Regions from separate parts of the Callithrix jacchus genome. Here region 2 is linked to region 1. A link is a contact called in public Hi-C data. All regions are on one chromosome and are shown on one strand. The core of a region is the stretch at or near the end of the contact, and the rest is flanking DNA. Distances in the headings are between cores, read along the strand shown.

What was found. A called contact is a pair of places that touch in the nucleus more often than the background predicts.
Region 2: a Hi-C map of induced pluripotent stem cells shows a contact between it and region 1, with 3 times the contacts expected there. The contact joins two enhancer-like sites. A contact is called at or near these places in 2 of 3 Hi-C or Micro-C datasets (induced pluripotent stem cells and skeletal muscle).

What each region holds. Positions count from the first base shown.
Region 1 is chr10:33,792,476-33,798,231 of calJac240_pri, forward strand. IGSF9B (immunoglobulin superfamily member 9B) reads right to left here. Exons shown (of 20, transcript XM_035265128.3): 6 at 4,788-4,929; 7 at 4,353-4,498; 8 at 1,609-1,751; 9 at 1,170-1,310; 10 at 968-1,084; 11 at 572-722. Among named protein-coding and RNA genes, the nearest start is that of IGSF9B, 22 kb to the right of the region's middle. Within about 2 kb of position 3,651, at least 4 of the 16 cell types and tissues checked have an H3K27ac peak or open chromatin away from gene starts, as enhancers often do.
Region 2 is chr10:33,913,438-33,919,193 of calJac240_pri, forward strand. JAM3 (junctional adhesion molecule 3) reads left to right here. Exons shown (of 16, transcript XM_078339878.1): 3 at 435-588; 4 at 1,880-2,149. Among named protein-coding and RNA genes, the nearest start is that of JAM3, 16 kb to the left of the region's middle. Within about 2 kb of position 2,959, at least 4 of the 16 cell types and tissues checked have an H3K27ac peak or open chromatin away from gene starts, as enhancers often do.

The sequences.
Region 1 (5,756 bases), core at 2,401-4,900:
AGACCCTTGGAACAGAAACTAAAACTGGTGGCAAAGGCTCAAAAAGTGTTGGCTGTGACCATGATTATAACCATCAGGACCCAGAAGGACAGGCTGAGGGTACAGGCAAAGGCCCCAGGACACACAACTTGAGCAACTGGAAACAGGAACGCCTGGACACAGAACACCAGTAACTTCCTCCTGCCCGCCTCAGCGCACCAGGTCTGGCCTGCAGCTGTCAGCTCTGTGCCCTCATCTGAGATACTGCACAGCCCCTGTCTCCCTCATTCCATCTTCCAGCCTTCCCCCTAGGCCCTTAAACTCGAAGGCTCCACAGTCCCTGCCAGCCACACAGCCACCTCTTTCTCTCACGTGGACTGCTGGGTACATTAGACCTGTCCCCAAAAGACCTCCTTGAGGACAGGAGCCACACTGACCTTCCCTGACAGAGCCCACAGGCCAGGGATGCATGTGCTGGACTCGGGGTTCAGGGCTGGACTGACTTAGGAAGGACCCCCCCCAGCATCCAGCACCCCACCCCCAGCCAGCCTGCTCTCGCCCCGCCACCCGGCCCAGCCTGCCAGCCACGTACCGATGACGGTGAGGTGGGTGCTGGCAGTGATGCTCGTGACCACGTTGGTGGCAACACATTCCCACTCCCCGTGGTCCTCCTTACTCAGGGCACGGAACTGCAGGCTCCCACTGGGCAGGGCACTGTGCTTGCTTCTGCTGGGCTTCCCTACCTTGGCCAAACAAGGGGCAGGGAAGAGGGTGGGAACAGAAATAGGGGTGAGAAGCCCAAAGCAGGTGGGAAGTACATGCCTGAGCCCCGCCCCCCACCCATGCTGCCCCTCCTCCTGAGTGCCTGCTGCTCTTCAGGGTCAGCTCACTGCTTAGGATCTAGTGTGATCAGGGCAGGTCCAGAACAGAACTGCTCACTGAGTCCTCACACCTCCCCAAGGCCCCAGGAGCTCCAGGGCCCAGGTACCTTTCTCCACGTGATGACAGGAAAAGGGTCCCCTGCGGCTGCGCAGGGGATAAGCAGCTCCCGGCCGGCCTCCTGCCTGTACTCCCAGCCTGGTAGCACCGTGAAATATGGGGGGTCCTGGGGAGGAAAGCACAGGCACCCTCATGAGACCAGGGATCCAGGTACTCAGCTCATGGAAGCCATCACAGCCCCGGGACCTCACCTTCAGGACAAGCCTCGCAGGGGCAGACTGGCCCATGGTCCCCAGGGTGTTGTAAGGCACACAGGTATAAGTGCCAAGAGCCTCCTCTGTGGCCTCCTCAATTCGAATGGAGCCATCCTCCATCAGGGTCCAACCCAGGTTCTGCCAGACACAGATGACAGAACGGGGAAACACTGGTTAGAGACTCCTCATTCCATGCCAGCTCTCCCAGGCTGGGTCCCAGCTGGGCCAGACAGCACATGGGATGGCACAGCAGCTCCAGCCTGGGGAGAACGGCACCCACAGACCCCAGGAGACCACAGACCCCTACGGAAGCAGCTGTTTTCCCAGGGCTTTTGAAAGGGGCCAGGAGTCCTGGCAGAAATCCAGAGCCCAAAGGTGGTATTACAGCGCCGGGGGGAGCCCTCACTCTGACCCCCAACATGCATCTCTCTAGTACCTTCTCAACCTGCAGGGGACGGCCGTCCTTATTCCACTTGACCACGGTGGCCGGTGGTTCTGCGTCCACAGGGCAGCGGATGTAGCCATGGATCCCCACGGGCACGTAAATTACAGGGGGCATGTTGAGGACACGGGCTGGGTCTGCACAGGGGAAGCGCAGGTGGGAGAGCAGACAGACACAGGGAAGCCAGGTGAGAATCCAGGCTGAAGGCCGCCCATGCACCAGCCCAGGTGCTCAGAACTTCTGCTCGAAATGTCTGGAGGCACTGAAAGGCACGTACGTCCAAGCCCACTCCAATCCTCAACACTGCTGCCATGCTTCTGCCATGGACCTTACCCGCTGGGCGAGGACTCTCAATGTCCATTTCCCTCAGTTCCTAGACCCCGAACCTCAAAGCCAACATCTGCCCACACCCTTTCCCAACTGTTCCTTATCCGTCTCCCGAGCAGCAAGCAATTCCCCTTTCCACATCCTGAGCCAAGAGGAAGACCGTCATAGGCTTAACCTTAAGAGGGGAATGTTTCCTCCCATTCTGCTAGCTATCCAGCCTTCCTTGGCATCACTTTTCCCCATCTGATTGTGCAGCTGAAATGCAGAATCAGGCCAGGTGCAGTGGCTCACACCTGTAATCTCACACTTTGGGAGGCTGGGGTAGGAGGGCTGCACGAGGCCAGGAGTTTAAGACCAGCCTGGGCAGCAAGGCTCCAAATCTACCAGGAAAAGATTTTCATTATCTGGGCGTGGTGGCACACACTTGTGGTCCCAGCTATTCTGGAAGTTAAAGCAGGAGGATCACTTAAGCCTAAGAGTTTGAGGCTACAGTGAGCCATGATAGCACTACTGCACCCCAACTTTGATGACAGAGCCAGATGCCGTCTCTAGGAGGAGCAACAAGGACCCCACACCTCTTGTGGTGTAGGCTGAGTCGCCTCCTCTCAGTACTCCCCTATTTCCCCTGAGGGCTACAGAGGAGAAGGATCCAGAACTAGGAAGGCAGTGAGGATGAATGAGCTGGTATCTTTTAAGCGTTTTGAGCTCTTCAGAGAACAGCATTACATAAATACCAGGCCGAGTTATATATTTAGACATAGCTTCCTACTTTTGCATGGTAGAGTTTTTTTCCCCCTCCAAGGTTTTCAAAGCATTTATGAATGGGAAATACTCTGAACACTGCTTTTTAGCAGAAATAAAAATCCTTGTCTCACCCACCTGTAAATCTCAACCCCCTGGATTTTCTTTGAAGGCAGGAGAAGGTAAAAAAGGACAAGGGGGAGTGGGTGGTGACGCTGGCACCGGGGAAACAGGGAAAAGCAAAACATGTCTCCAGAAAGACAGATGGCCTATGGCCTCAAGGTGGGAGCCTTCGTCCTGGCCAGCTCGTCTTCCAAAGGCCACCACCTGTTGCCTCCTCCTGCCCCACCATGGCCACCTCCTTGCCAGGTGGCACAGACTGTGTCCAGCGAGGAGGGACGGGGCACACCTTTGTGTTGGCCGGGTCTCTCCTTCCTGCAGTTCTTCCCCACCCCAGCACAGCTTGGGCCCATCCTAAATCACGTATGAATAACTTCTTGACTTGCTTTTTCCCGCTGCAGCTCTGGGGAGCTAGATGTGCTGTCCTGGGCCTCACAGCTCTCTAAAGCTTGGGCCTGGGAATACAACACACCAAAAGCCCTTTAAGTGGTTGACAGCTGAAGCAGAGAGGCAATGCACTCCAGAGAGAGGAAACAGTGAGACTGCGAGGTTAGGGTCCAATGGGGCTCGGCAGGGGCAGCATGCTCCACCACCGTGACCAATGGTGGACACGTCCACATCCAGCTCTGCGCAGCAGCAGACCAGCTCCACTTCCAGGGGCCACCAGCCGTTCTCCATTTGTCCTCAGCTCATTCACTGACTCTAGTCTTGTCTCCAGACTGTTCCACTTCTCACCCCTGCCACTCCCTGTCACTGGGTGTGAGCAATCCGCCCACACCAGCCGGCAAATGATGGAGAGTCTGTCGTCTACAGCAACAACGCCAGCCTTTGTTGCCTGAGTGACAGGGCCGTCCGCAAATCAAAAGGAGGACATTACTCCTCATTACTCATCCTTCTCTGTCTCAGGTCTCAGCTTGCCAGGGGGCCGGAAAGCAACTGGCTGCTCAGTATTAAAGATCAGCAAGCTGAATAGTGGTGCTTGCACAAAAGCCCTCAAATGTCTGGGTGAGGAGCAGCTCATCTGTCTGGATCTCCAGCCACCCAAGGAGAGAAGCCCCAGAAGCCAGAAGGAGCAAGCACAGGAACTGGATCACATCACCCCCAACACAGATGCGGTGTGGCAAGGCAGGGAGTGAGGCTGGGAGAAACCTAACCCCACATAGGCCTAGGCTATGCTCCATCAGACACCCGAGAAAAGGGCACCAGAGAGTGACTGGTTCTGGGCACAGAGGTGCAGGCAGCTTTCAGCCCGAGGACCACCATCCAGAAGGAACTGCTCGAAGGGTGTCTTCCTGAGTGCAGCCTGCAATGAGCTGATGAGATGTACTGACTGAACAGTGACGCCTGGCCAACGAAGGAGGAGCTGGTCCACCCCGACTGGCCAGGGCCTCAGCCTCCTCTCCAGCCATCCTCCTTCTTCCCTCATTTGTTCCTCTACCCACATTCCCCCAAATGATGCTTGGTCTTTGCTGCCCTCCAGCCTACAGTCTGGCTAATACCAGAATCTTCTGGGGGCCCCACCACCCAGGCTCCCCTGCACCCCTACTTACACTGCACCGTCAGGTACGCCGAGGCGGAGGGGGAGCGCCCCAGGCTGTTGCTGGGCACACAGGTGTACTTCCCCGAGTCCTCCGGCTTCACCCGGAAGATGATAAGGGTCCCGTCGATTAGGATGCGCACCCTCAGCTTCAGGTCGCTGCAAAGCGGCACAGAGACAGGGGGTTGGGCGGGCAGAAGGGGGTCTTGCTGAAGACACATAGTCACCATCACTGCCCCAGATGTGGCAAGGAAACCCCATGCCTCTGGCATTCCCAGGGCCCTTCCATGCAGACCCTGGCCTTGGCATGTGGGACACACGGACCAGACCGCCCGCCCCCCCAGATCCCAGAGCTGTGGGCAGCCTGCCGTGTAGTTTCTTCTCAGGGGCCCTGCCCATGGGGGCTGGGGCGGTGACCCCAGTGAGAAAGTCAGAGCACAGTGCTCACTTCTGAAAGTAGACGTTCTCGTCCTGCCAGTACCAGGTGTAGGTGAGGTTGCCTGGATACGCCTCTGCCCGGCAGGTGAGCAGAGCATCCTGGGAGATGTTGACGGTGATGTTCTCAGGAGGGGAGACGATGAAAGGGGGCCCTGGGGAGAGCAGGGAACAAATCCCACCTCACCTGATCAGGGATCGCAGCAGCACCCAGGCCCCCTGGGAGCCCTCAGTGCCCAGGAAGGGGTGCCCTGAACCCTGCGATGGGGACAGCTGTCATGCAGATGCTTCCAGATGCTATGTGTGCTCCGGCATCCTGTCCACCACCCCTGCCCCCGCACCTAGCTCCCCAGACCACCCACCACACACACCACCTTCCTGCCCGCCTTCTCCCAGCAGAGCCTTGGCCAGAGACGCAGCAGGGAGAAAGGCAGCTCTCTTCAAATCTGGGGCAAGAAATAATCCAGTCTCAAGGAGTCAGGTCTATGTGCCACTCCCCAGCCAGAAATAAAGACGGCAGGTGGGGGTGCAGACGCCTAGGCGTAAGCAGAGGGTGAAAGTCCAGCAGTCCTGGTGTTGGATGTGCAAACAGAGGGGAAAGCTGTGGCCCAGTCTCCCCTGAGAGGGAACAGCTTCCATCCAGGCTCCTGAGGGACCTCCAGCCCTGACTGCTGCTCAGCACTCAGAGGCAGGAGGAGCGTGCAGCTGCCACCAACTGCCCAACCCCAGAGTTCCTCCAGGAGGCAGGTCTGGGGAGGCCGAGCAGGAGGCCGAGCTCAGCACAGTGGGGAAACCCCCCAACCTAGATGCTGCCCTGTCCTGTGCAGTTTCTGGCCCATCTTGGGGAACTCTGGGGCTCCAGGCAGGGCACACTGGCATCTCCCCGTGCTGACTGTACAGACCCCAGCTCTGCCAAATGCCCACTGTGTTATTTAAATGTCTGGGGCTTGGATTGAGTTTCTATCTTTATTTATTGATGCCA
Region 2 (5,756 bases), core at 1,709-4,208, 120 kb after region 1:
ATTTTGTATTTTTAGTAGAGACGGGGTTTCACCATGTTGGCCAGGATAGTCTCGATCTCTTGACCTTGTGATTTGCCTGCCTCAGCTTCCCAAAGTGCTGGGATTACAGGCGTGAGCCACAGCGCCTGGCCACCTCTTGCTTTTTAGTCCTTTTGGTTAAGAGAAACCGACTGGGGCCATTTCTAAGGACTCCTCCAGCTCCCAAATGGGATTATTCTATGATGGAAATGTTACATTTCAAGGCACTGGCTGGAAGCACAATGAGGCAAAGCAGGAAGAGATCTGTGTGGGTTGGGATGATCAGGGAAGGCTTTGGGAAGGAGGCGGCACTTTGGTGCGGCCTCAAGGTGGGGGAGTGTGAGTAGCTGTACCGGAGGTGGGAGGACATTTATGTGCATAAAACTGGGGCTGAGCATGGGCTGTTCTTGGTACAGGAGGGAGGCGGCCAGCATCGCTGGAATGAGCTGTCTGGGGCAAGTGTGATTACATATGGGAGCGCACGATGCCTGAGAGCCACCCAGGTTTTCCACAGAGCAAAGCTGATGTTCCGTGCATGCTGGCTTCCAGTCCCCACAGCTCATCTTCCAGGTAAATAATCATCCCAGCCTTCCCTCCAGAAGTGCGAGCAGAGGCATTTTGTGACTTGCTCAGGGCCACCTCTGGCAGGTGCGAGCCCAGCGTTCAGCCTGGGCAGTGCAGTTCTGACGGCTGCAGGCATAACTTCTCTGCTCTAAGCCTTCTCTACTGTTAGAAGCTGGCCAGTGAGGAAACCCAGCAATACCATTGAGACACCATGGCTGGATCTGTGGATTCTAAGGTCCAGGAAGAGGCAGGAACAGCTGTAGACTGAGGAAGGAAGGCCTAGCTTGAGTCATCAGTCACACAAACAGATCCAAGCCAAGAACAGGGCAAGGTGGGCACACATGAAAGAGGTACTGAGTGCCATGGGCTAGGGCTTGTTTTAGACTTCCCCCAAGTCCTAAATAATCTACTGGAAACAATAGAAATGTCCCAGCACTATGGGAATAGGCAAGAAGGTGTGGGAGGGCATGAAATTCCAGGGACTTGGGGCTCAGCTTGTGAGGATGGGAATAGAGCAGTCTGCCACCGTCTTACCACGAGCCCAGAGGCAGAAGGCGACAGCCTAAATAAAAGATTTCATTTCAGACAAAGCATAGCCCTGCCTTAGCCCAGGGCTGCAGCCTCCAGCCATCTCCACACTGTCCCCACCTGGCACCTGGTGGTGCGCTGGGAAACTTTTGCTCTTTCTCCCTCCTTTCCCAGCCCTCTCTCCTTCCTTCCTAACTGGGTTCAGGGAAAGCTCCAGCCTCCACTCGGCTTGGCCTCTATGGCACCCAGAAGGTCCTGTTGTGCACTGCCCTGCCCCCAGGCCCCTAAGCAGGGAAAGAGGCTGTGTCTTCTCTTGCTTGCTTCACCTCTCCCACCACCCTTGTCCCCACCCATCCAGGAATGGATCTCAAACCAGCCTGGGCATGAAACTCTCCAGGCTCTCTCCCAGACATCCTCGCGCCCCTCCCCGCTTGCTGTGATCCCACTCCATCTCAAGTCCCCTCTGCAGTCCTCCCTTCCGGTTTTTCCCTCTGGCTTCTGGGAGACCTCTAGCGCCTACACAACTTCCTGGCATTGAGGAAGGACCGGAGCTGTAACGTGGGGCTAGGAGATCTCAGAACCACCAGCTAGTCCTGCCCTGCCAGTATCCCCTCCTGCTGTTCAGTCTATGCTTGATACCCAGAGGCCTGATTTTGAAACTCTCTTTTGGGGCCACTGGGTCAGACCAGCCCTCCTCATTGTCAGGAAATGTATCCTCATTTCTTACCTTAATTTCTTAACTGTATCCATTCTTTCTTGTTCTGGGAAGTCACCCGGCGTGATGTTGCAATGATGCTACTCCTTAGCACTCTGCTTCCCAACGGAAACAATGCTCCATCTCATCTTTTCCAAAGCTTCAGGCCCCAGCATTTCTCGGACCTGCTGTACTTTTCTCCCTGTAAGTAACAAAGGAGGACAAGCCCCAGCTTCTCTAACATGCCTTCAGCTGCCTGGAAGAGGCCTGTGGAAGGCCCTGCAACTCTCCGCAGACCTCTGGGTGTTGCTGTTTCTTCCCAGTGGCCCTGGTCCCCTCAGCCAGGTGAGTCACCATGATCCTTTCTCCTCCCAGACCTGAAACCTCTCCTCTCCCATCCTTCCTTCTCTTTGTTTCTCTTTGTATTTCTCTTTGTATTTCTCTCCGTTACGCGCACGGGCACATGCATGTCCACACACAAACATTATTTCAGGCCCTATCTGGAGCTGTCACTGACAGAACTCGAATTGTGATAGGCAAATTGGCTTCAGTGTCAGAGACAGGAAGCCCAGTGATGCATCTCCCGGTGCCTGGAGAGTGAGGAGGTAAGAGAGCAGAAATAGGCTGCCTCGGCCAGCAGCATGGGAGCGGGACCGTGGTGGCCAGGGAAGCGGGTCTTCTGTGGCTGGGGCTCAGGCGGCGGAGTTCTGAGGTGCTGGGAGCCCAGCTTGATTCTCACCCGCCACGTGATGTTGGATACAAAAGGAGTTTGGGCACCGCTGAGAGCGCACGCAGCCCTTCCCGAGGGCCTCTCTAAATCAACCCAAGTTCTTTCCTAGTGGGAATCAAACATCTACAGCAGGGACCCTTCGCCCCCAAATGCCACCTCTTATATGTAGGGCGGGTCGCCAGCCCTGGCAGTTAGGAGGGGAGGGGTGAGAGCCGCTGCCGAAAGAGAAGCAGCCGGTCTGATGCCATCATACCTCTGCTTGTCCCCATTACATAAAGCTCCAGCTGACTTGGCGTAATGACTAAGAAAACTTTCCAAACTTTCCGAAGACAGTTGGTGATCCTCTACCCTCCCAGTGACTGGTGAGAACTACCCCCACAGAGAGCCAGGAGAGAGGAAGGCTCCCAGCTCTGGGGCCTGACTCATCGCACACACAAACACTCCCCAGCACTCTTTCCCAAAACAGTTCCCCTCCCACCTATCCACCCTCCTACCGGGGATGGGTGACAAAAATGAACGCCCCAGAGATCTTGCCAAGTTCTGGGCCAAGCTTAGCCCAAGGAGCATGAAATTTCCCATAGAATGGGAAGAGCAGACCCCGCCCCATCCAGAAGCAATGTCCATTGGAAGGAAAATCACCACCTGATTCTACAATGATCACTGTATTATTTTCCAAATAGCTTGGACTAATTTCCCCCAAAGACAAGTTCAAGGTTCTAAAATCATAAAATAGTGCTTAAGGCAATCTGAAAGGTCAACTTTACCCCCTCTCCCCTTCCCCACTTCCATGTATCCACACATCCTTTTATCTCTCTATCTATCTGTTCATCAGATAGTTACTGAGCTCCCACAATTTGTCATGTGCAATGCAAGCAGTAGAGACTTCACACACATAGTGTTTCCTCAAGGTGCTTGTCGTCTAGTGGGTGGGAAAGCAAGTGACAAGGCATTGGAATAAGTGTGACAGCCACAGTGGTGGGAAGAGTGCATGTTCTGGAGGTACTGATAGGGCATGTCACCCCGACCTTGAGCTAGTGGGGGCATTCATGGAGACATACTGGGAGATATTATATATACATAACAAATATAAAAATATATTATAAGTAAATATATAAAAATAAATCTATATTATAAAATAGATAACTATATTCTAGGAAATATATAATATAATGTATGTATAGTTTTTGAGACAGAGTCATGCTGGAGTGCAGTGGTGCAATCTTGGCTACCTGCAACCACTGCTTCCTGGGTTCAAGTGATTATCATGCCTCAGCCTCCTGAGTAGCTGAGACTACAGGCACATGCCACCATGCCCAGCTAATTTTTATATTTTTGGTAGAAACGGGGTTTTGCTATGTTGACCAGGCTAATCTTGAACTCCTGGCCTCAAATGATATACCCACCTCAGCCTCCCAAAGTGCTGGAATGACAGACATAAGCCACTGCACCTGGCCTGGGAAAAATTATATTTCAGTTGAACTATGAAAAATAAGGAAATTTCTTTTCATTCAACAAGAGGTCTGCTCAACACTGAATACAGCTAAAGCATAGTGTCAGGCACGGTGCATGATGATGAATCTAACGTAGGATTCACACATAGAGTTGAATGCCTACATTAAACATACAGTAAAGGTACATGTGACTAGAATAGTCTATGCTTCCAACAAGAAAGAAAAGATCAAAGTTGAGGGATGGCCATCTCAAGTAACCTGACTTAATCATCACACATTATATACATGGATTAAAATATCACATGGACCCCAAAATGTCTATGACATATTAAAAAAACAGAATATATCTCGAAGAACCAGATAATGCTCCCAAAAGAAGGATCCGTGGAGTCCGAGGGAGGCTTTCAGAGAAGGTGAGGGGAAGTTCCCAGCTGGTAAGATTTGCTAAAGCCCCCTGGAAGAAATTTAGGATCACCTTGAGGATGCATAGGATTTAAAGGCACAGATGGCCGGGCGCAGTAGCTCACACCTGTAATCCCAGCACTTTGGAAGGCCGAGACAGGCAGATCACCTGAGGTCAGGAGTTCAAGACCGGCCTGACCAACATGGAGAATCCTTGTCTCTACTAAAAATACAAAATTAGTCGGGTGTGGTGGTGCATGCCTGTAATCTCAGCTACTCAGGAGGCTGAGGCAGGAGAATCACTTGAACCTGGGAGACAGAGGTTGTGGAGAGCCAAGATTGTGCCACTGCACTCCAACCTGGGCAAAAAGAGCAAAACTCCTTCTCTTAAAAAAAAAAAAAAAAAAAAGGATTTAAAAGCACGGATGGAGCGGGAAGGGCATTCTGAGCAAAAGTCATACTGCCCGCAAAGTGTAAGAATCAGTGATGGCTGGGGGAAGAATACACCAGTCTGACCAAGACACGGAACAGGCAGTAGGAGCAGACACAGCTTGAACACAGGCAAAGCCTTAGGACAACTCTTACATTTAAAGCCAGGTCCTGAAGTTTCTCAAGGCCACTCAAGAGTGAGGAGAAGAGCAGGACTTCTGATGTGAACTGCAGCGCTCCTGCACAGGTGACAGACATGCACTTTCCCCTTTGTGACGCTTGGCCCCTCCCTGCTGGAGGAACCCTGTGGCTGACTCCCCCCTCCCCAAGGGGTCTCTGGATGCAAAGCAAGGAGACCCCAGGCTGACAATCCAGGCTTTTCTACTCTGGTAGAACAGCTTTTTAATTTTTTAATTTTTATTTTTTTGGTTAAATACATGGCCAGGCAAGGTGGCTCACACTTTTAATCCCAGTACTTTCAGAGGCTGAAGCAGGAAGATTGCTTGAGACCAGCCTGGGAAACATAATGAGACCTCTTCCTACAAAAATTTTAAAAATTATCTGGGAGTGGTGGCGCACACCTGTGGTCCCAGTTACTTGGGAGGCTGAGGAAGAACGAGGGCATGTGCCCAGGAGTTCAGGCTGCAGTGGGCTATGGTGGTGAAACTGCACTCCGCCTGCATGACGAAGTGAGATCCCGTCTCTACAACACAGTCGATCAATATTTTTTAAAACTCTCTTGAAGAGGGCAGCAAAATTCACCTCACCGACTGAGCTAGGGTCTCACCCTGGCTCCTGACCAGCCCTGTTTGACATATTTGGAATTCCAATGGCTATTTTTTCTTCTTCCTCATCTCCACTTAAATACACTGACTTGCAGCTTTCAGTCTTAGCCCTTTATTGCTTTATGTACATGCCCAGTTCAGGGCTCAAGTCTTCC